Linked DNA regions of Mus musculus: regions 1, 2, 3, 4, 5 and 7 are each linked to region 6. The links are chromatin contacts, called in public HiCAR-type and promoter capture Hi-C maps. All regions are on one chromosome and are shown on one strand. Each heading gives the region's core, a stretch centred on a gene start, on an enhancer-like site or on the middle of the called end of the contact. The rest is flanking DNA. Distances are from core to core; before and after follow the strand shown.

What was found. Promoter capture Hi-C pulls out the DNA fragments that hold promoters and counts their contacts. HiCAR-type assays count read pairs that join an accessible place to other places.
Region 1: a promoter capture Hi-C map of second pharyngeal arch cranial neural crest shows a contact between it and region 6. The contact joins the promoter of Arhgef1 here to the promoter of Pld3 in region 6. A contact is called at or near these places in 2 of 39 promoter capture datasets (embryonic stem cells and second pharyngeal arch cranial neural crest).
Region 2: a contact with region 6 is called in a promoter capture Hi-C map of cranial neural crest. The contact joins the promoter of Rabac1 here to the promoter of Pld3 in region 6. A contact is called at or near these places in 1 of 39 promoter capture datasets (cranial neural crest) and 1 of 9 other capture datasets (liver).
Region 3: a promoter capture Hi-C map of liver shows a contact between it and region 6, with 2.8 times the contacts expected there. The contact joins the promoter of Rps19 here to the promoter of Pld3 in region 6. A contact is called at or near these places in 4 of 39 promoter capture datasets (cranial neural crest, embryonic stem cells, liver and 1 more) and 1 of 9 other capture datasets (liver).
Region 4: a contact with region 6 is called in a HiCAR-type map of astrocytes, with 6 times the contacts expected there. The contact joins the promoter of Cox7a1 here to the promoter of Pld3 in region 6. A contact is called at or near these places in 2 of 39 promoter capture datasets (hippocampal neurons and liver), 1 of 115 datasets of contacts at active chromatin or transcription factors (astrocytes) and 3 of 9 other capture datasets (adipose tissue, liver and pancreatic islet).
Region 5: a contact with region 6 is called in a promoter capture Hi-C map of cranial neural crest. The contact joins the promoter of Syne4 here to the promoter of Pld3 in region 6. A contact is called at or near these places in 3 of 39 promoter capture datasets (cranial neural crest, hippocampal neurons and liver) and 1 of 115 datasets of contacts at active chromatin or transcription factors (bone marrow-derived dendritic cells).
Region 7: a contact with region 6 is called in a promoter capture Hi-C map of pre-B cells. The contact joins the promoter of Arhgap33 here to the promoter of Pld3 in region 6. A contact is called at or near these places in 4 of 39 promoter capture datasets (cranial neural crest, hippocampal neurons, liver and 1 more) and 1 of 115 datasets of contacts at active chromatin or transcription factors (thymic regulatory T cells).

The regions. Positions count from the first base shown.
Region 1 is chr7:24,901,565-24,904,437 of GRCm38.p6, reverse strand. It overlaps Arhgef1 (Rho guanine nucleotide exchange factor (GEF) 1), which reads right to left and starts at 1,452. Exons shown (of 30, transcript NM_001130151.1): 1 at 1,310-1,452. Cd79a (CD79A antigen (immunoglobulin-associated alpha)) reads right to left here. Exons shown (of 5, transcript NM_007655.4): 5 at 2,580-2,873.
Region 2 is chr7:24,971,297-24,973,996 of GRCm38.p6, reverse strand. Rabac1 (Rab acceptor 1 (prenylated)) reads left to right here and starts at 1,269. Exons shown (of 5, transcript NM_010261.2): 1 at 1,269-1,470; 2 at 1,683-1,895; 3 at 2,139-2,236. The coding sequence starts at 1,415.
Region 3 is chr7:24,883,254-24,885,953 of GRCm38.p6, reverse strand. It overlaps Rps19 (ribosomal protein S19), which reads right to left and starts at 1,362. Exons shown (of 6, transcript NM_001360119.1): 1 at 1,287-1,362; 2 at 748-818; 3 at 402-502. The coding sequence starts at 818.
Region 4 is chr7:30,182,896-30,185,653 of GRCm38.p6, reverse strand. It overlaps Cox7a1 (cytochrome c oxidase subunit 7A1), which reads right to left and starts at 1,483. Exons shown (of 4, transcript NM_009944.3): 1 at 1,409-1,483; 2 at 483-569; 3 at 295-379. The coding sequence starts at 1,423.
Region 5 is chr7:30,313,451-30,316,150 of GRCm38.p6, reverse strand. It overlaps Syne4 (spectrin repeat containing, nuclear envelope family member 4), which reads right to left and starts at 1,335. Exons shown (of 8, transcript NM_153577.2): 1 at 1,065-1,335; 2 at 751-889. The coding sequence starts at 1,192. It overlaps Alkbh6 (alkB homolog 6), which reads right to left. Exons shown (of 7, transcript NM_198027.3): 7 at 1,848-2,232. The coding sequence ends at 1,969.
Region 6 is chr7:27,551,812-27,554,569 of GRCm38.p6, reverse strand. It overlaps Pld3 (phospholipase D family, member 3), which reads left to right and starts at 1,352. Exons shown (of 14, transcript NM_011116.2): 1 at 1,352-1,572. It overlaps 2310022A10Rik (RIKEN cDNA 2310022A10 gene), which reads right to left and starts at 1,280. Exons shown (of 10, transcript NM_175107.5): 1 at 1,217-1,280.
Region 7 is chr7:30,533,639-30,536,338 of GRCm38.p6, reverse strand. Arhgap33 (Rho GTPase activating protein 33) reads left to right here and starts at 1,279. Exons shown (of 22, transcript NM_178252.3): 1 at 1,279-1,413; 2 at 2,127-2,236. The coding sequence starts at 2,159.

The DNA of each region.
Region 1 (2,873 bases), core at 203-2,702, 2.7 Mb after region 6:
AGCTCCAGGTTCCCCCACCCGTGCCGCAGAGTCGCTCTAGCCGAGCCAGAGGCCGCCTTTGCGTCCAGCTCCACTCCTCCCTCCGGCCGCTCTAGCCCGCCTCCTACCGCTCTCCGGCCTCGGCAACTCCACTCCTCCTGCCGGCGGGTATCGCAATACACGGCGCCACGCTGGCCCGATAGGGCCGCTCTGGTCTGCCTTGGAGGACCCTTGTTTCCGTATTTCGACTGCCCCTGTCACTCTCCTGGGCCCCGCCCCCTTAGCAGGAGTGGTGCATGGTTCCATTGCCTGGTTAGGGCTCAATCTCGGAGAAACTTCAAGTCGCTCAGGTCCTAAGCACCTATCGGGACCTCACATGAGCTCTACCTCCCCAACTCGGACCTATTAAATTCCAAATGCTTGTATACCCTCTGTCACCACTGTCAACTCCTCCCGCTGTAATTGGAAAGAAAAAACAAAACAAAAACAGAACCCCCTCACATAGATAGACACACACACACACACACACACACACACACACACACAAACAAAAGCATAAAACACTCATGCGCTCGAGCATATATTTTCTTCTGATAGACTAACCTGCAAAATGCAATGACTTCCCTTTAGGCCTCAGTCTTCCCATCTGTTCAATGAGGATATGTTTCCGGTTCTCTCCCCTACAGCCATCTCCCAGAGTATAATTAATACCACAGAGAGGGTAAGGAAAAAAGCTTTCTGAGACGTGTTTAACGCTCTGTAAGTCTCGGCTTTAAAATGTACTGCAGAGATATTTGTTTATTTTAGGGAGCTCTAATCAAGCATCCATGATCGCAGGGACAGCTCTTTACAGGAAACAGCTTTGAGTTCAAGTCCCAGATGCTCTGTCCCTACGACAAGGCAGTCCGACTCCCTGGGCCTCAGTTTCCCTGCTGATAAATGAGTGTTATCGTTCTTCGCTGGGAGCCTGGATCTCTACCTACTTGTGCTCTCGACAAGTGCTCTCTCTCTCTCTCTCTCTCTCTCTCTGTTTTGTTTTGTTTTTTTTTTTTTTTTTCTTTTGAGGCAGGTTCATGCTAGGTCGCCCAAGCTAACCTCGAACTCATGGCAATCCTCCTGTCTCTGCTTCCCAACTCCTGGGATGACAGGCGGGCGCCAACGCGCCGGGTTTTCTCTTTGCTCTCTTTGACAGATGAGAAAACCGAGGCCAGAGAAAGGCGGCTGCAGGTTCACTGGGCGCACCCTGGGAGGCCCTCCGCGCCCGGTCCCCTCCCTGCTCCTCCCTGCGGCGGCTGGAGGAGGAGGCCGGGCGGGGCCAGGGACAGTGTACCTGGTGTCCGCGCGGGGAGGTGACCGGCGAGGCGCCCGAGGTCGGGCTCGGGGATCCCGGGCCCGGTGTCCCGACTCCGGCTTCCTGGCTCTGGCGGGCAGGAAGTCGGGGCGTTTTTCCGGAGCCCCCGCCCGCCGCCCCTCCCCGCTTCCTGCCCGCGCCCCGTGCCCGCCCGGCACCTCGGCTTCCTTCCCCTTCTCGCCGCCCGCGCGGCTCCTCCTTTCCCCGCGGGCGCGTCCCCACCCGGCCCCGCCCGGCTCCCCTTCGCCTTTGTCCGCCTCCGCCGCCCTCCCTGCTGTTGCCCAGCTCCTGCCCTGGCCCTTACTCTCTCTTTCTCTTAGTTTGCGACAAGGGCTCCCTATGTAGCCCTGGCTGGCCTCGAACTTGTTGTGTAAGGCGGGCTGGATTCGAACTCAGGTGTCTCTGCTTCTGGAGTAGAGAGATTAAAGCTAAAGGTGCGCGCCACCACCCTGATCTCTTTTTCGAAGCTCGAAGGCCTTCCTGCCCACAAGGTCAGGGGCCCATCCAGGCACTCCTTGCTTTCTGGCCTCTGTTGCTTCTCCCTGCTGCAGCTCCTCTGTGCCTTGATCACGCTGGGCCCATTTCTTGCTGTTGGCTGTCTCTCTCATGCTCTGAGATTTCAGGCTTTGTCCTTTCCTCAACTGTTATTATCAGGCCAGCCAGTTTGTGTCTGCTTCTTCCTTTGGCTATTTATCTCTGCATCCTTGTCTCTGGGGATCCCACTGAGTCTCCTCTTGGCCTCCTGTCTTTTAACAACCTGAGTCTGCTCTTCCCATCCCAATGACTGTCACACCACTCTAGCTCTCTCTGTCATCCCCCTCCCCCCGGTTCTTGACAGAAACTCTCCAAATCTGCCTTATGCAAGTGAACCCATGAGGGAATTAGGCCCCACTCCAGAAAATAATATCTTGTGTTCTCAGAGTTTAAATATAGGTAAAAATTTGGTAACACCCGGGCTGGTTCCCCCTTGCTTTGGGACATGAGGAGGGTGAGGCCCTATAAGGGAGATAAACCAGCATTTCAATTGGGGTGGGGACTTCCCCAAGAGACTTCCTGTTATTTTGGGGGGAGGGGGTTGGGGAAGACAGACAGCAAGAACTGTCTGGTCCCAGATCTCAGAAGTGGTCAGGTGAGAACTTGAACCTAGAATCCTGGGTCTGAGGGGGGAGGGGACTTGGGTTTTCTGCTCCTGGTTCCCTGGCAGTGTTGAGGAGCAGTCTACATGAGATCCATGACTCCTGCCAAGGGCTGCTTTGGGAAGGATTTATTATCACTTAAGTGGCCATGACAGATCTGGGAGGAGGGGGGGTGACACTAACGAGGCTGCTGTAATCAGCTCCCCTAGAGGCAGCGATTAAGGGCTCATTACCCACTAGAGAGGGAGCTGGACTTGGGGAAGGACAAGATTAGGTGGGAGAATAGGGTGGGGCAGCCTGGAGGCAAGGGTAGGCCACTCGAGTGGCTGGAGCAAGCACTGGGAAGGGGGGACTCCAGGGGAAGAGTGGGGAGGCAGGGATGCTGGAGTCAGACATATGGCAGGCAG
Region 2 (2,700 bases), core at 20-2,519, 2.6 Mb after region 6:
CAGTGCCACTTGCTCTGGGAAGCACAGGAAAGAGCTCAGAGCCAAGTCCCATCTCCCACAGCCTTCTCGGATGTCTCCTACTACCTACTGACTCAAAACCCATCTAACGTGAGCCTCCTCCCTCAGGAACCTGAAAGTACCCCCTGCCTCATCACATCTCTACCTCAGGGTCCTCGCTTCCACTGTCCCAAAGGACTCCTTTCCCAGCTTCCAGACACCTATCCTAAAAATCCCAGTATTCAAATTTCTTACATTCTTTGAATTAGTTTGCCACTTTCTGCAACAGTGTTGCCTCTGGATCCCACTGCCTTCTCCACTGCCTTCTCCCGAAGCCCCGACTCCCACCAGGGCAGCAGAGACTTGAGGGTCATGAAATAGAAAGAATTTGCTTAGTCCTCTTAAAGAAACTGAATTGGTTCCCATAGCAGTCAAACCCAGCTGACTTTTGCCGCCAAACTGGTTTCCAAGGTTCTCTGTCTTTTCCAGTACTCTGGCCTTGTGGTGTCCCTCTTTAGTCTTTAGGCTAACTGTACATTTGCAGTCCTCCACTGATCTGAAGCAATGCTGGACCCCAAGTGGGAAACCCAGACACAATTTCCTGCTGAGTGGCCCATACTGAAATCCCAACCCGGAGGAGTTCCGTTCCCAGCACCCATGATTTCTAGACAGCTCATAATTGCCTGTAACTCCAGTTCCAGGAGCTCTAAAACCCTCTTCTGGTGGCACACACGCATAAACATATAAAAGTAAATCTTTTCTTTTAAAATGCAAACATTTATTTTTAAATCATGTGTATCTGAGTGTGGGTATGTGCACATGAGTATGTCTGATTGGCTAGAGCTGGAGTTTCGGGCAGTTGTGAAGCACTGGGTGTGGATGCTGGGAACCAAGCTATGATCCTTTGAAAGAGAAACAAGTAAGCCATCTCTCCTGTCTCACTTTCAAAGTAAATACTTTTAGGAAAGAAAAAGTAAATGAACTCTTTCCCAGACTTGCCCAGTTAGAATCAGAATATCTGAGTTTTCGAACAATGTTTTATTAAGCTCTCTCGAGCCAGAACGACAGCTCTGCACGGTCCACGGAAGTACGTTTCTGCCATTCGAACTCCCACAAAATCCTCTGTCCTGACAGTCCACCTGCTGTAGTCCACGCTGAGCCTCCTGAAACTACAATTCCCACAATGCCTAGAGGCTCCCGACGAGCTCTTAGCATACATCTCCCAAGATGTCTTGCGAGGCAAACCTGCCTCTTGACGCCACGATGACTACAACACCCACAATGCTTGGAGGAACAACTACCGCCCTCTAGAGCTCCCAACGACGCCACTTCCAAAGAGTCCCGGCTGGGGTGGGGCCGCCTAGGTGCTGCTGGGCTCCGGGCTATTTACAGCGGTTCTATCCACTGCAGTGCAGACATGGCGGCCCAGAAGGACCAGCAGAAGGATGCCGAAGGGGAAGGGCTGAGCGCCACGTGAGCAAGCAGGGTGTTACCCCCAGATCCGAGATGCAGGAGTCCCTCATCTCCTCAGAGGTCCTGGGAGGGACTCAGTCCTGTTGGCTCCCTCTCAGGACCCTTCCTCCTAGGGGTTCAAGGTCATGCTTGGGACCAGGTGTGCTAGAATCTGGGGTCCAGATTCTACCCTCTCCCTCCCTTCAGCTGCTCTGCTCTGCCCTGCCCATTAGGACCCTGCTGCCCAAGCTGATTCCATCCGGCGCAGGCCGAGAGTGGCTGGAGCGGCGCCGGGCGACCATCCGGCCCTGGGGCACCTTCGTGGACCAGCAACGTTTCTCGCGACCCCGCAATGTGGGAGAGCTTTGCCAGCGCCTGGTACGCAACGTGGAGTATTATCAAAGCAACTACGTGTTCGTGTTTCTCGGCCTCATCCTGTACTGCGTGTGAGTGCCTCTGCGGCCCCGCCCTCGATAGTCAGACCCCGCCCCCGGCTGCCAGGCCCCGCCCAGACCAGTTAGCCCACTTTGTCACTACAGGACCCGGTCAGTCTGTACTCCTGCATTCACCTGACCAGGATGTGGCCTTCGCTGGCCTAGAAGGACGTAACCTCAGTCTGTGTCCAAAGCTAGAGGGGCCTGGCTGACGCAGCCTCGGATACCTAACTCCTGTCTCCCACACTCTTCCAGGGTGACATCTCCCATGCTGCTGGTGGCTCTGGCTGTCTTCTTTGGCGCCTGTTACATTCTCTATCTGCGCACGTTGCAGTCTAAGCTTGTACTCTTTGGTAAGAAATCTCCTGCCCAAATGGCTCCTCGGGCCTTTCTGATCGTGGTCTCACGGAATGCAAACTTCCGAATAGTTGGGACCCAAGACGGCCCCCACCGAGCTGTCCACTAGAGTCACTTAACTTGGTCTTTAAGGGCTTAGACCCACCAGGTGCTCCCCTCCAGTCTCAGCTTCCCAAACCCAGAGAGACCCCAAAGCCCTGGCACCTCTGTCTCTTGTAAATGACTTAATCCAATTCCACTCAACCCCCCCCCCCCCCCCCCACGGAACGCATCAGCTGCAGATACCCACACTGCACACCAGGTGGCGACCTCATGCAGGCCTAGATCCGTGTTCCTTCCCAAGTCTTGGCCCTGATGATTCTCAGAGGGGAAGGCTGAGATCTGTAAGTCCGGTGGCCCCAGACTGTCACCAGGACCACTGGAAAGAAAGGTGTCAGGGAAGACCCAATGAGGGGAATCC
Region 3 (2,700 bases), core at 113-2,612, 2.7 Mb after region 6:
TACCCAGCAGAAAGAATCCTGCTCCCCTAAAGACTAGAGACAACAGGATGCACAAAGCACCCAGGCAGGATCCAGAGAGACCAGAGGGGCACCCCAAAGTTTTCTTTGGGCACCAGATCTGTAAGTTTCCTTTATAACAGGAGTGGCACTCCCGACCACTCAACCAAACAGGAGTTGACAGTTGTTCAAATCTAAATGCTATAACCGTGGACACAGAAAGCTGTTAAGACTCTCAAGTAAGCAAAATATGGACACTCATTTGCCCTCAGATTTCCTTTCTAGTTTAAAGCTACAGCTATTCAATAATGAGGTCTGTCTCCTGGTGTAGATGGGAGGGGAAGACAGGGTCCCTGCCTGGGGTCGCCCAGGTTCCCACTCCCAGCCAAAGCCTCAGTTCTTACCAGCTCGTGTGTAGAACCAGTTCTCATCATATGGGGCAAGCTCTTTATGTTTGGCCAGCTTGACTGTGTCCACCCATTCGGGGACTTTCAGCTTCCCGGACCTAGAACCAAGAGAATTGAGAAAAAGCACACTTCAAAAATTTCCAAAGATGACTTCAGATCTACTAACCTTTAGCAAGTTAACAAGGTTGGGGGAAAAAAAAAGCAAGAACGAACAGGTTAAAAAGGAAGCATGGTCACCGTAGGCCCAATTCAGAAAAGACCCCCAGCAAGTGGCCAGAGGGATTAATGACACATTGGGGTCACAGCGCACAGGGGTCAGGCCTCAGTTCCAACAAACACTTACTTTTTGAGGAAGGCTGCCAGAGCTCTGACGAACTCCTGCTGGTTAACGTCTTTTACAGTAACTCCGGGCATCTGAGGAAGGGACAAGCATGCCGAGGTCAGGCTTGGTGCAAACCCCTGACGTGGGTCCAGGTCAACACCAACCCTGCTCGTCGCCAGTCCACCCCAAAGCCTCAGCATCCACCCAGCCTCATGTCCCTGCAACTCGGCTCCTGCAGGTCCAACAGAGTTGCCGGGTGCACACGCCACGCGGATCGCAGCACCGCGGCGTGGTGACCGCGTGGGAGAGCCCTCCACACCCCGCTCCCTCAAGCCCACGTTCCGGGCGTCCCACTCACCCCTCCGCTGCCCACCTAACCCTCCGGGCTCCCGGATTGCGGCGATCAGGCATGTCCGGGCCTGCCGCTCGCACGTGGCCGCGGCTCCAGAGGGCGGAGCGACCCCGCGCCGGGCTTCCCGCGGTCCCGGCACGAGCTCTTGGGGCCAGAAAGCCCGGCCCCGTGGCCCCGCGCACAGCCGCGACCCAGAGCCCTCACTCACCGTGCGGCCTCCGCGCTGCCAGCCAGGGGAAAGGGAACGACGGGGTTTCCCGGGCGCACAAGTCGGGCGTCGAGTCTCGCGAGATTTCGGAGTGCTCGCGAGAGCGGCTAAACCAGAGGGCTCCGCCTTTCTGAGGGCGAATATGGCTTCATCTCCACCCAAAATGGGCGGGTCTGTAAGAGGAAGGGGTGGAGAAGCCAAGAGAAGGGACTCGGGAGGAGGATAAGGGATCTGGTTCCTCTTTCCGTTTCCTTGGGCGTGACCGGAGCGAGCTGGGGGAGTCGGCCTTCATTTGAGCCTTGTGTGTCTGGCGGGAACAAGGAGGCGGAAACTTTTGAGGGCGGAAGTGCGGGCGAAGTTGAGCGCGCACGAAAGGAAGGCGGGATTCAGCGCAAGACCCTGCTTCCTGGCCGGAAATGGGAATAGTTACGGGCGGAACCGTGACAGGCAATCCAGGGAAAAGGCACTATGACATGTGGCCACCACCACCTTTTGTGCTAGCATTAGCATTCGCGAGACCAAGAGATACACGGAAGCCCCACCCTTCTTTGGGCGGAAGTTGCTTCAGCTCCATTGACGCTCGCGGAGAGGAAAGAAGGCGTTGGGAGCGGGGAGGAGATTAGGGCGGGGACAAAGGGGTAGAGGCGGGCCCTTGGTGGAGGTTCAGCTCCGCCATCTAGTGCCGGAGTCTGGTTGTTCAGACCGTTAGTCTCCTCGTTTGCCTCTTCTGAGTCATCCAAGCTGACCTGTGCAACTTTATTATATCTGTACCTACCCACCCACCTACCTGCCTATCGTTTGTTGTTTTGAGACAGGATTATCATTAATTTATTTAGCCAAGACTGGCCTGGGACTTTTTATCTAAGGCTGGCTTTGAACTCATGATCCCCCAGCTTAATGCTACGGGAGTGTGTCACTACGCCAGGCTCTCAGTACCTCCCACTCCCACCCCGCAGCGCAGCGCATAAAATATTTGAGGTTGTGTTGCATCCAGACAAATATTATTTAAGATAGAAAAGAGAGGAGGGGCCGGGCGTGGTGGCGCACGCCTTTAATCCCAGCACTCAGGAGGCAGAGGCAGGCGGATTTCTGAGTTCGAGGCCAGCCTGGTCTACAGAGTGAGTTCCAGGACAGTCAGGGCTACACAGAGAAACCCTGTCTCGACCCCCCCCCCCCCAAAAAAAAAAAAGAAACGAGGGGCATTGTGATGGTTCGCTCACTAGGTAGAAGTTCTCCCATACGAGCCTGATTGACCTGATACGATTCTTTGAACCCATCACGGTATAAGAACTAACTACAGAGTTTTGTCCTCTGACTGCCACAGGTGCGTCTCAGAGAAGGGTGTATGTTCACATATCGCACCCTCTTTATACACATACTAAGACTTAAAATTAGAAAAAAATATTAAAAAGAA
Region 4 (2,758 bases), core at 234-2,733, 2.6 Mb before region 6:
AACCCATCGCTCCCTTCCTGAGCACTAGTGGATCCTCAGACCTTCTGAAGCACCAACCGACCCAGACCCTGGCTATTATTATTATTATTTGTTTGTTTTGTTTTGTTTTCGAGAAAGGGTTTCTCTATGTAGCCCTGGCTATCTTGGAACTCACTCTGCAGACCAGGCTAGCCTCAGACTCAGAAATCCGCCTGCCTCTGCCTCCCAAGTGCTGGGATTAAAGGCATGCGCCACCACTGCCCGAGGACCCTGGCTATTCTTATGACCAGAGCAAGCCAGTGGTCCTGCACTTACCCCCCAGAGTCAGCGTCATGGTCAGTCTGTACAGGACGTTGTCCATTCCCCCGCCTTTCAAGTGTACTGGGAGGTCATTGTCGGCCTGAGTTGGAGGGGTGAGAACAGGGTTGCTGGCTCCTGCACAGACCTCCACCTGCCCAGCGACCCCCACCCCTCATTAGGTCCAGAGACTCTGTCCCGCCTACCTGGAAGAGCTTCTGCTTCTCTGCCACACGGTTTTCTAAGTGGCTTCTGGTAGATGAGCTAAAAGACCGGACCAGAGCCTGGGAGACCTGGAGGGATAGGAGATGGGTCTGTAGGGAGCACCTGGAGATCTGCCCTCATGTGGATCCCGCAGGAAGGGAGCGCTTTGCGATGTGGGGACTACATTTCTGATGAAGAACTAGGTAAGATATCTTAAGGCAAGATAGTTACTAGTGAGAGCGGGGGTGGGGTGGGGGTTGGGGGTGGGGACATCTGTCAAGACATTGGTGGAAGCCTATTATCCCAGCATTCAAGAGGAAAGCAGGAGTTGGGGCCAGCCTGGGCTACTTAGTAAGCATTTAGAAAATGAGAGGAGGTGTCACATAAGTTGTTACAATTGGGAGGTGGAGGTCGGAGGTCAAGGACATTCAGCTGCATAGCAAGTTAGAGACCAGCCTGGGCTATGGGAGACCCTGTGTCAAAACAAACATACAAACAAACAAACAAACAAACAAAGGAGTGGGGATGGGGAATCGGTGTCTAGAAGCTACAGCTTGGAACTCTCTGCAGGCTGTGAGAGACTCCAGTGCTGAGAATGTGAAATGGGCGCTATGGGGTTTGAAGGAGAGGGCTAGATTAATACCAGAAAATCAGGTTCCAGGGATGGCAAGACTGGCTTGGAAGTTCCATGAGAGTTGGTTTTAGGGCCCCCTGGGATGTTAAGGGGGACTCGGGTAAACGGAGGCTTAAACCCAGGGTTCTGGACCATGTTAAGGATAGTGCTGTCTGGAAGCTCAGGCTGCCAGGGAGGAAGTCCCAGTCTGAAGGGTGCACCTGTTCTAAGACTCCGGATCCTGGCATGTTTAGGTTAGGCATCTGGGTTGTGGGGTTCCCCTCCACCCCGACACAGCCCGTGCTGGGGCCTCACCCGTAGGGCCCTCATTTTGCGTCCTCAGCAGCTCCGAGTCACCTCCCCTCTTCGCCCAAGGACGTGCAGCACTTTACCCTAAGGGAATCCCAAGCCACGCCCACTGACTCCCAGACTGGTGGGGCGTGACCAAATTAGATTTGTCCAATAGGGTCAGAGAGAAAGTGTTCCAACTTGTCAGTCATCGTTTCCGCATTTGGGTTGACCCCAATGACAGTGGCTCAGGGACTTGCCACTCCCTGGCTGTTATCTAGGGTTACCCTGCTGATAATCTGGGAGCCAGTGAGGGCAGAGATAAATGTCTGTCTTCTGAATGAGTGATCACTGCACCTTGGAGCCTTAGTTTCCATATTTGTTTCCTCAGGGCCAAGTCAGGATCTTCCCCAGTGTTCTTGAGGAAACAAGGAGTCACCCCGATACAGATAAAGATATTTACCAGGCCAGAACTGATTTAAGAAATTAAAGAGATAGAGAGAGAGAGAGGGAGGGGGGGAGGGAGGGAGAGAGAGAGAGAGACAGAGAGAGAGACAGAGAGAGAGAGAGAGAGAGAGAGAAAAAGAGAGAGAGAAGGAGGGGGGAGGGGCGGGGGGGGGCTGTGCGGGCGTGATGGCACACGCCTTTAATCCCAGCACTCGGGAGGCAGAGGCAGAGACAGGTGGATTTCTGAGTTCGAGGCCAGCCTGGTCTACAGAGTGAGTTCCAGGACAGCCAGAGCTACACAGAGAAAGAAACCCTGTCTCGAAAAACTAAAAAAAAAAAAAAAAAAAAAAAGAAAAGAAAAAAGAAAAAGAAAAAAGAAAAGCGGGCCGTGGTGACCCAGACCTTTAATTCCTGCACTTCTGAGGCTCACTGTTCTACAATGGTCTACACGGTGAGTTCCAGCCTTGCTACAGGCACTACGTAAAGAGACCCTGTCTCAAAAAAAAAAAAAAAAAAAAAAAAAAAAACAGTTTAAGGACTGACAATGGAGGGCAGGAGAGGTGGCTTGCCGATTAAGAGCACTGACTGCTAGTCCAGAGTACCCTGGTTCAGTTCCTAGCACCTACATGGCTGTTTACCTATGTCTGTAACTGCAGGTCCAGGGGATCCAACATCCTCACAGACACATACATTCGGGCAAAACACCAATGCACATAACAAAATAAAAAAGAATAGACAGTGAACAGATGGAGGAGAGGAGGGTAGGGAGGTAGGGGTCGTGAAGGGGATGGGAGAGATGGAAAGAGCAGAGGGAGAAAGAGTTGTTCCCTTAGAGAAAAATATGGGGCATTTGTATTGTTTTTTTAGCTGAAATTAAGCTTCCTAGATCTTTTCTTTTTTTTTTTTTTTTTTTGGTTTGGTTTAGGTTTT
Region 5 (2,700 bases), core at 86-2,585, 2.8 Mb before region 6:
GATGTTTCTCTGAAGCCACACCCATTCGAGAACCAACATTTGGGCTGCTCCCACTTGGCAGCCCTTTACACCAAGGCTGAAGACATCTAATTTAAGATTTCCAGGTTCCCGAGCCTTCTAGAAAGGTCTTTATATGGGTCTAAACTAGGAAGGATAATGGAGCAGAGTACCCCCAAAAGGAATGGGGTTATTAATAAAATTCTCATTTCCTACTTGGTAAAACGTGGAAATATGTCCAGCTTGGAGATGATAAAATGTAACTCCAGTTCTCTGAGGCAAGAGAACTGAAAGTTCAAGGGCAGCCTGAGCTACACAGTGAAAGCATATCTCAAATAAGGAGGTCGGGGGAACCGGGGAGATGGCTCAGTTGATAAAATGTTTGCTGTACAAGCAAGTGCTCAAAGAACCAAGCATGTGGCACCGGCTGGTCAGTGACTGGAGGCAGATTCGTGGCGCTCACTCACCAGCCACCCTAGCCAGGTTCAATGGGAGACTCTGTCACATAGTGGAAAGTGACTGAGAGACACTGGCACCGGCACGCATGATGTGCCTGTATCCCTGCTCACACTTAGGCACACAGAGTAAATACACAAAACGATTAAAAATAAGTGAAATACTGATTGGCAACCAGATGTCCTTACGGTGTCCCTTCCTCCACAGCACCCCCCAGAATCATATCATCTGAGCAAGGGGCAGATTCCGGGGGACAGACAGGAAGTGGGACTGGAACAGAGGGTGTGCTCAGCTCACCTCACAGGGCTTGCCCCCGTCTTGATGCTCATGGGAAGAGGCCAGGGGGAGTCTTGAGGGGCTGGTGGCAGACTCAGTGCTCTTCAGTTCACCCATGCAATGCTCAGGCAGGCCCAAGGAGGCCTGGACCTGCTCTGGCCTAGAGAGGAGAAAGGTTGATGGGCCACCTGTGAGGCACAGTGTCTCCTTTTCCACCTCACCATATGCCCACTTTTCTCCATGTCCTTCTTCAGTCAGTCACACATGGCCCTTCCCACAGACCCCTCCCTCCCTCCCTCCCTCCTTCGGAACCACTATCAAGCCCCAGTCCCCACCTGCTTGTCTCTTCCTCAGGTGCAGGGCAGATGGTCCCTCCGACAACATCCAGCTCTCTAGGAGCTGCCAGGGGACAATTCACAGGCTCTGGCGGGAATTCACGGCCAAGAGGTGGAACCAGGGCCATGGCCGTGCACTTGGGGATCGTCAGGTGAGGATGTCCAGTAACAGCAGCCGCTTTCTTAGACAGTCCAGACCCCCATGCTTTCTCAGCAGGACTCACAGCCTAAGTCCGAGGCTACTGAGGGGCCCAGGGGCCAGCCTAGCTCCACCCCTTCCTGGAAGAACCTGGACTAGAGAAATCTGATGCCTGGCTGAGGTGCGGAGGCATTTAACTCCTTCCTCCCCAGCAGGAGAACCTAAACCTTCCAATACCACCCGCTCGCCATCGTGGGGCTTTGAGAGAAAACGTCACCCATCTCAAGACCTTGGATCCTGTCACCTTCAGGGACACCTGTGTCTCAGGGCCCGTCCCATTCATTTAAAGTCTCAGGTATAAGGATACTGAAAAAAAGTCCCAGCACCTGGCAGCTAAAGCCTGTCACCTCAGGCAAGCTGGTCTCAAGTTCAAGGCCAGCCTAGGCAACTTATGGAAGCCCTATTGCAAAACTAAAAAATAATGCAATTGTTGCCTGGGTTGTAGTTTAGTGGTACAGCATTTGTCTAGCATCCAAGAAGCCCTAGGTTCTATCTCCAGTATTGAAGGGGGAGGGGGGGGCAGAGAGAAAGAAACTGAAGTATCTCTTCCCATCTAGTTAAAAAAAAAAAAATCCAAAACGAGTAAAGGTATTTTCTGTTTATTTGGAATGGTGTCTTCTCCATGGTTTCCATAGTTACTGGGGAAATAAATAACCCTGGACAGCTACCTCTGCCCTAGGGTTCCAAGGTCTTAGAACCTGGTGGTCACTTGCTCAGCAGGAGGCTGGCGCGCAGCACACGGGGCACGCGGCGAATGGTCAGTGAGACACGGGTGCCGCGCACCAGGTGGGCTCCGGGCAGCGCTGACTTGCAAGCGGTGGCATTGGGTGGCAGCGAGGTGGCGTCCAGCTCATCCACACGGGTAGCTGAGATGCCGTGGAGCAGGCGTGTGTAAGCTGTGCCCCGGAGCACCAGCAGGCTCCGTGGTTCCACCAGCAGCGAGGTGATGGGCCGTTGAGGAGGCCTGGGCTGCGGGAATCAGTTGATAATGGTAAATGGATATCCAGAGTTTGGGAGTGTGTGAAAAGTCAGCGGGCATCCGTAGCTGGTCAGGGGACAAGGGTCAGCAGGCCCTCAGGAGTGGTAATCTATAGGTTCTGGGGACAAGACTATTGGCCCGCCGTGTGTGTGTGTGTGTGTGTGTGTGTGTGTGTGTGTGTGTGTCCAGTTCTTTGGGAGGAGACAGGGCCTATGCTGCATTTTAAGACATAAAGGGCTACTACATTGTGGGAGCTTCAGCTGGCATCTGAGGGGCTGGGACAGACATGGGCAGTCCTAGGGATACTTACGCAGAGCTAATCTGGGGGTGCACTGCTGGGGTCAGGCTCTAATACAGAGGTTAAAGGGAATGGCCTATCCCGGGACTCTGGCTGTTAGGGAGGCTTTACTCAGGAATGGTATTACAGCAAGCCTGCCTGGGTAGAAGAGATGGAAAAG
Region 6 (2,758 bases), core at 103-2,602:
TGCTTTTCTCCTGGGGGGGGGGGGGGCGGCAGGTGGGGAGGGGCAGAGAGATAAGTAGGCTAAGTAGGTAAAGGCCACCAGGCCAAGCTATCCTCTGGTTTTACATACAGTGTAATAAAACATGTCATTTAAAATTAAAAAATATATATATTAGAGGGGTTAAAACAGCAAACTCAAAGTTCCTACAACTACGTCTGACAGGTATTCATTAAATCTGAACTAAACTAGTGACAGACTGGGACAGTTGTAGACCTAATGTAAGTTGCATGCAGATGTGAGGTGGAAACCAAGTATATAAGACTATTTAGCCACCCTGGCATGATAGCAGAGGCTTTTAATCCCAGCACTGGGTAGAGGGGCAGAGGCAGGCAGTTTATCTGTGAGTTCAAAGCCAACCTGGTCTATGTAGTGAGTTCCACGACAGAAAGAGCTACAAACAGAGACCCAGCTTCAAAAATAATAAATAAGTAAATAAACAAACAAACACACAAACAAAACAACTTTTCAAGTATCTTTCATTTACTGCCCACAAATGAAGAGGAATGTTCTATTTCTATTGTATTTCAAGTTAAGGTTCCCTTCTCCTGGCTAGGATAACAATGCAAAATGCCCCCTTTTAAATTGAGGAACATGCATTAGTCATTATTTTAAATCGCTATTTCAGGACTCAGGAAAGAGGCAAACAATCTTCTTGACTGTTGTTTTGCTTCCTTTGGGCTTCCCTCCTCTATGTTGTTAGAACTCTCAGCTACAATCCCGATCCACCGAGCTGTTGGTATGCCAAAGACATTCATCAGGATCCACACGACGAACATAGGAGCCTGAGATTATCGGTTTTCACTAAACAGAGAAAACTTGGGCTCAGAAAGGTAATGACACAGGCCCAGTTCTTGCAAAGGGAAGCTGGGATTAGAACCCAAACCCGCTGGCCTGCTAGCTCGGGCAGCTCCCGCGCGGGTACCCATCATCAGTGCTAACGAGGATGGAAGAGTAACATGGAGAGCTCTGAGAGCAGAACGGGTGTGCACGACCTGACGTCCCATTACACGGGTTCTACGGTCAGCTTCTGGGCCCCCATTGTACAGAAGAGGAAACTGAGGCTCAGAAAGAGAAATCATTTATCTGATCGTACAGTATGGGCTGCGCGGGAAGTCCAGACCCCCGGCCACCCCGTATCTCCATCCCTAACCTCCTCCGTCCCAGTCCCGCACCTCACCTGGCACTCTGGGGCCCGCACCCCCACGAGGCGCCCGCCCGCCCTCCGGGTCGCGCCAACTGTCAGACACTCCTCCCTCGGCCTGGGCCGCCCGCCCCGGAAGTCCTGCCCTTGATACCGGAAGCCAGACTGCACCTTCCACCAGCCGCTCTAGCCCTCCTAGCCTCCAACCAGCAAGAGAGTGTGGGGCGGCGACCATCACATGACAACACAGAGCCTCGGTCGCGAAGAACGCCGCCAATCAGAAAGGATCAAGTCTAGCCCCCACCCTGCCCGCAGTCTAGCGCGACTGCGCCTGCGCACAGGTGGGCGGGAAGGCGGGGCTAGGTTCTGGAGTAGAAGACTCTGACGTGCAGGTACTGTGCGATCTGGTGCGCGACACCTTGGCTGCCCTCCCTGTGTCACCCTCTCGTCTATAATGCATCTCTTCTATATCGTCCTTGGCCCACTTAGGTGCCCTCATCCCTTCTCTTAAATCATACCCCACTTAAATCGTCACCACCCCTCCCCTTCTGACGCCATGACCTCTCTCACATCGCCCCCTCCTTTAAGAAGTAATTTTTGTTTTTTTGTTTGTTTACAATTAATTGAGTATCTGTGACTGCATTTACCCGAGGAGATCAGAAGATGTCTAATTCCCTGGATTTGTAGTTACGAATGGTTGTGAGCCATCCCATGTGAATGCTGGGTTTTCTAGTTCAGGTCCTTTGGAAGAGCAACAAGTGCTTTTAACTGCTGCACCATCTCTTCAGCACAAACATTGTCCTTTTTATTCATTTTCATTCCCCTTAAGCCCTGATTGGCCTTATATGCTCAGTTTTCTCTTTTTATGTGACAGGGTCTCCTTGTAACCTCAAAGTATGTCAGCTCAGACACGCCCCTGCTGTCCCCAGTGCTCCGCTGGTCACTCTTCCATCTTTGTTAGCACTGGGTACCTGTGCGGGAGATTAGCATTCAGTCACCAGTGCAACTCAGGCTGGCCTTGAATTTTAGATCCAATTGCTCAGCCTCCTGAGTGTGGGGATTGCAAGCACTGATGAGCCGGTCTCTCTGTCATCATTGTCTTAGTCACCCACACATCTCCTTCATGAAACCCCCATTTCCCCTAAATCTCTTCATACCAGTTATTCTTGTACTTCCTGTTTCCATCTCCCCTTAGATTACCCTCAAATCGCCCTGGTGTCTCCATCTCTCCACTAACACATCTGTATTCAGCATTACCCACAAGGAGCCACCCAGCCTTATAGCTTTCCCTCCTCTGTGGGTACACGTTTCACATATTTCCATGGTGTGGGATATTATATGGTATTCTATGGTATCCCAGGGTCCCAGCTTCACCCCTAAACCTGTGGGAAACCCAGGCCACCAAACCATGCCTCTCCAATTCCTGCTTTCCCATTTGTAAAATGCACAGTAGCCAACAGGTTTGTGTGTCTGTAAACCCAATGTCCAGGAGCTAAAGCAGGAGGATCTCTACCTCAGCCTCTGATACATTACAAGTTCAAGGCCAACCTGAGCTACACGAAACTGTCAAACAACAAC
Region 7 (2,700 bases), core at 30-2,529, 3.0 Mb before region 6:
CCATCCCAACTAGCTTTTCTCTCGGATGATACATATTTATATTTATTTTGTTCATTATCTTCCCCCATCAGCCTTTGATTTGGAGGTTTTAAATTTTTTTATTTAATGCATACAGGTATTTTGCCTGTGTATATGTTGGGGGTTCCATGTGTGCCTAGTGCCCACAGAGAGCATCTTCTGGACATCTTGGAGCTGTAGCTGGTGAACAGTCATGTGGGTGCTTGGAACAGGGAGTAGAAATCTGAGGACTCTGGAAGAGTAGTCAGTGCTAACTGCTGAGCCATCTCTCCAGTCCCTAATTTGGTTTGTTTGAGACAGATTTTCACTATGCAGCTCAAGCTGGCCTCAAATTCATGATTCTCCTGCACCCACTTTTCCAGTGCTGAGATTACAAACCGAAATCACCTAGTTCATACTAGCCTTTGAGCTTCCATATGGGTAAGGCTGTATTTTTTTTTTTTTTGATTATTGGTATATCCCCGAATTAAATAATCAAAGTCTTTAAAAGCCTGGACCGGGAGCGTGCTACCGAAACGAGAGGCCTGCTCAGGTCCAGATCAGTGAAAGCATCCTTCCGGAAAGGGTGTGGCTGCAATGCTTTCTAGGCACTTCTCTATCGTTTAAAAAAAGAAAAAAGACTGCACCTGGCTTTCTGAGAGGCATGAATGTCATAGCATTCCATACAGAAGCTTTTCCTAGAAAAAGATGTCAAAGGCTAGCCTCAAATAAGCGAATATAGGGAAACAAGGAAAGATGTCCAGTGAATAGGGGGAGGCCAAGTCGCACAGAGCCTAGGGTGGGGACACAGCGGGGTGTGCGAGATCAAAAAGCTTGTGGGCGGGGTCAGGATCAGGACTGACAGCGTGGGGACTGGAGGACCCGCATTTCGAAAAGGCTGCTTGTGGGGGATAGTCGTAGGCGAACCCAATGAAGCACGTCCGAGGAGCGACCGCGGGAGGAAAGGGCAGGCTGCTTAAGGAGAGAAGTGGCGGCAGCGGAGCATAAAGAATACAGGGTTTTATCTCAGGAGGGCCCTGACAGCCAATGCCAACCATCCATGGGCGTGGCGCTGTCAAACTTCGGGGGGTGGGACTGGAGAGACGGGGCGGGGATGGGGGCGGGAAGTAGAGCAGCACTCAAAGCCAATAAGCAGCCGCCTTGTGGGCGGGGCGTAGCCCTCAGGCCAAAACTGGAGCCAATGAGAAGGGCCTCCGCGTGCCCGCTGGCCCGCCCCTCATGGGGCGCGCGCCAGAGACCCCCCCGGCAGCCGTTAGGGGAGGAGCCTGCGACCGCCCGCGCGCGCCTCACGCCCTCCCCTTTGTGTCACCATGGCGGCGGAGGCGGCGGTGGCGAGGACTGCGAACGAGGGCTCGAAAGCCGCCGGGGTCTGAGGAGGCTACCGCGACCATGGTGGTGAGGGGCCCTCGGGGCCATCAGTCTGTGTGTCCGCGTGCCAGTCTGTCCGCGCGGCCCCGCCCTGCGCGCCCCGCCCCCGGCCCCGCCCGAGCCCGCGGCCTGCGCGCCGCCCCTCACCCTTCCTCGCGGTCCCCTACGGTCTCCACCTCGGTGCGGTCCTGGGTCGCGGCCCGGGCCTCGACCCCGCCCCCTCAGCGCACATTTCCTCCCTCCCCCTTCTGGGCCCTGAAAAAGGGGTGACAGTGGCGGAGGATCCGGACTTGAGAAAAGGGGGCTGGTTCAGGGAAGGACCCGCGCGCCCCATGAGGGCTTCCCCCCTGCAGGCGTCTGCCGAGGCTCCCTGGAAACCAGCCCCCACTCCAGCGCCCTCCTCAGCATCCTCATCCCCAGTCACCCTCCCGACCACCACCTCCTGCTCCCAACAGCCCCTTTCTCATTCCTGAGCCCCACCCCCATCTCACTCCATCCCCTGCCTGACCCTTTTCTTCTTCATTTTCATCCCACGCCACGCGCTCTCAATCCCTCCACCGACATCGATCTGAACCTTTATCGAAGTCTCTCCCGCCGCTTCCCGATCCTTACTCGAGGCCAACATCGCGCCTCCCGCCTCCGTTCCACTTGAGCCTTGGGGCTTCTCCATCTCCTTGTCTTCATCTCCCCTCCTCCATACTGCTCCCGCTCATTCATCCATTCATTCCCTCACTCCACAGACATTCACTGAGACCTCCTCTGTGCAGGCCCCATGCTCCAGGCACAGAAACAGTCAGATCCCATCCTGCCTTGGGGAGCTTCATGGGCTGGCAGGGGACAGACTCTGAGGGTGAGACCCAGGGATGAACTTGGGGTTGCAGGGACACGGAGGAGGGAAAAAGCCCAGTCTAGCAAATCCCCGAATCCCCATCTGGCAGCTGGTTATTTTATTCATCAGAGTTGCCCAGTCTATGCCGTGCAACTGGATTGGCACTGCGTGTCAGGGACCCAGAGAAGAATCATACATACAGTACTAACTCTGTGCTGATCTCTGTTGGGCATTGGCGGGGGTGGGGGTGAGGGTGTCAGCCTGGGGCCCTATTTCCAAAGGGAGAGATGAGTTCCTTGCAGGAAGCATCTCAGAGTGAGATGGATAAGCTCAGGTATAGTTGTGTAGTATGGGATGGAGAAAGCCCACAGGATGGGATGGAGACAATTGTCTGAAACAGCCTTAGATGGACAGAGAGGGCTTTCTGAAGGAACACACATGAGGAATGAGGAGGAGAGAACCTAGTGACGGTGTGCAAACCACAT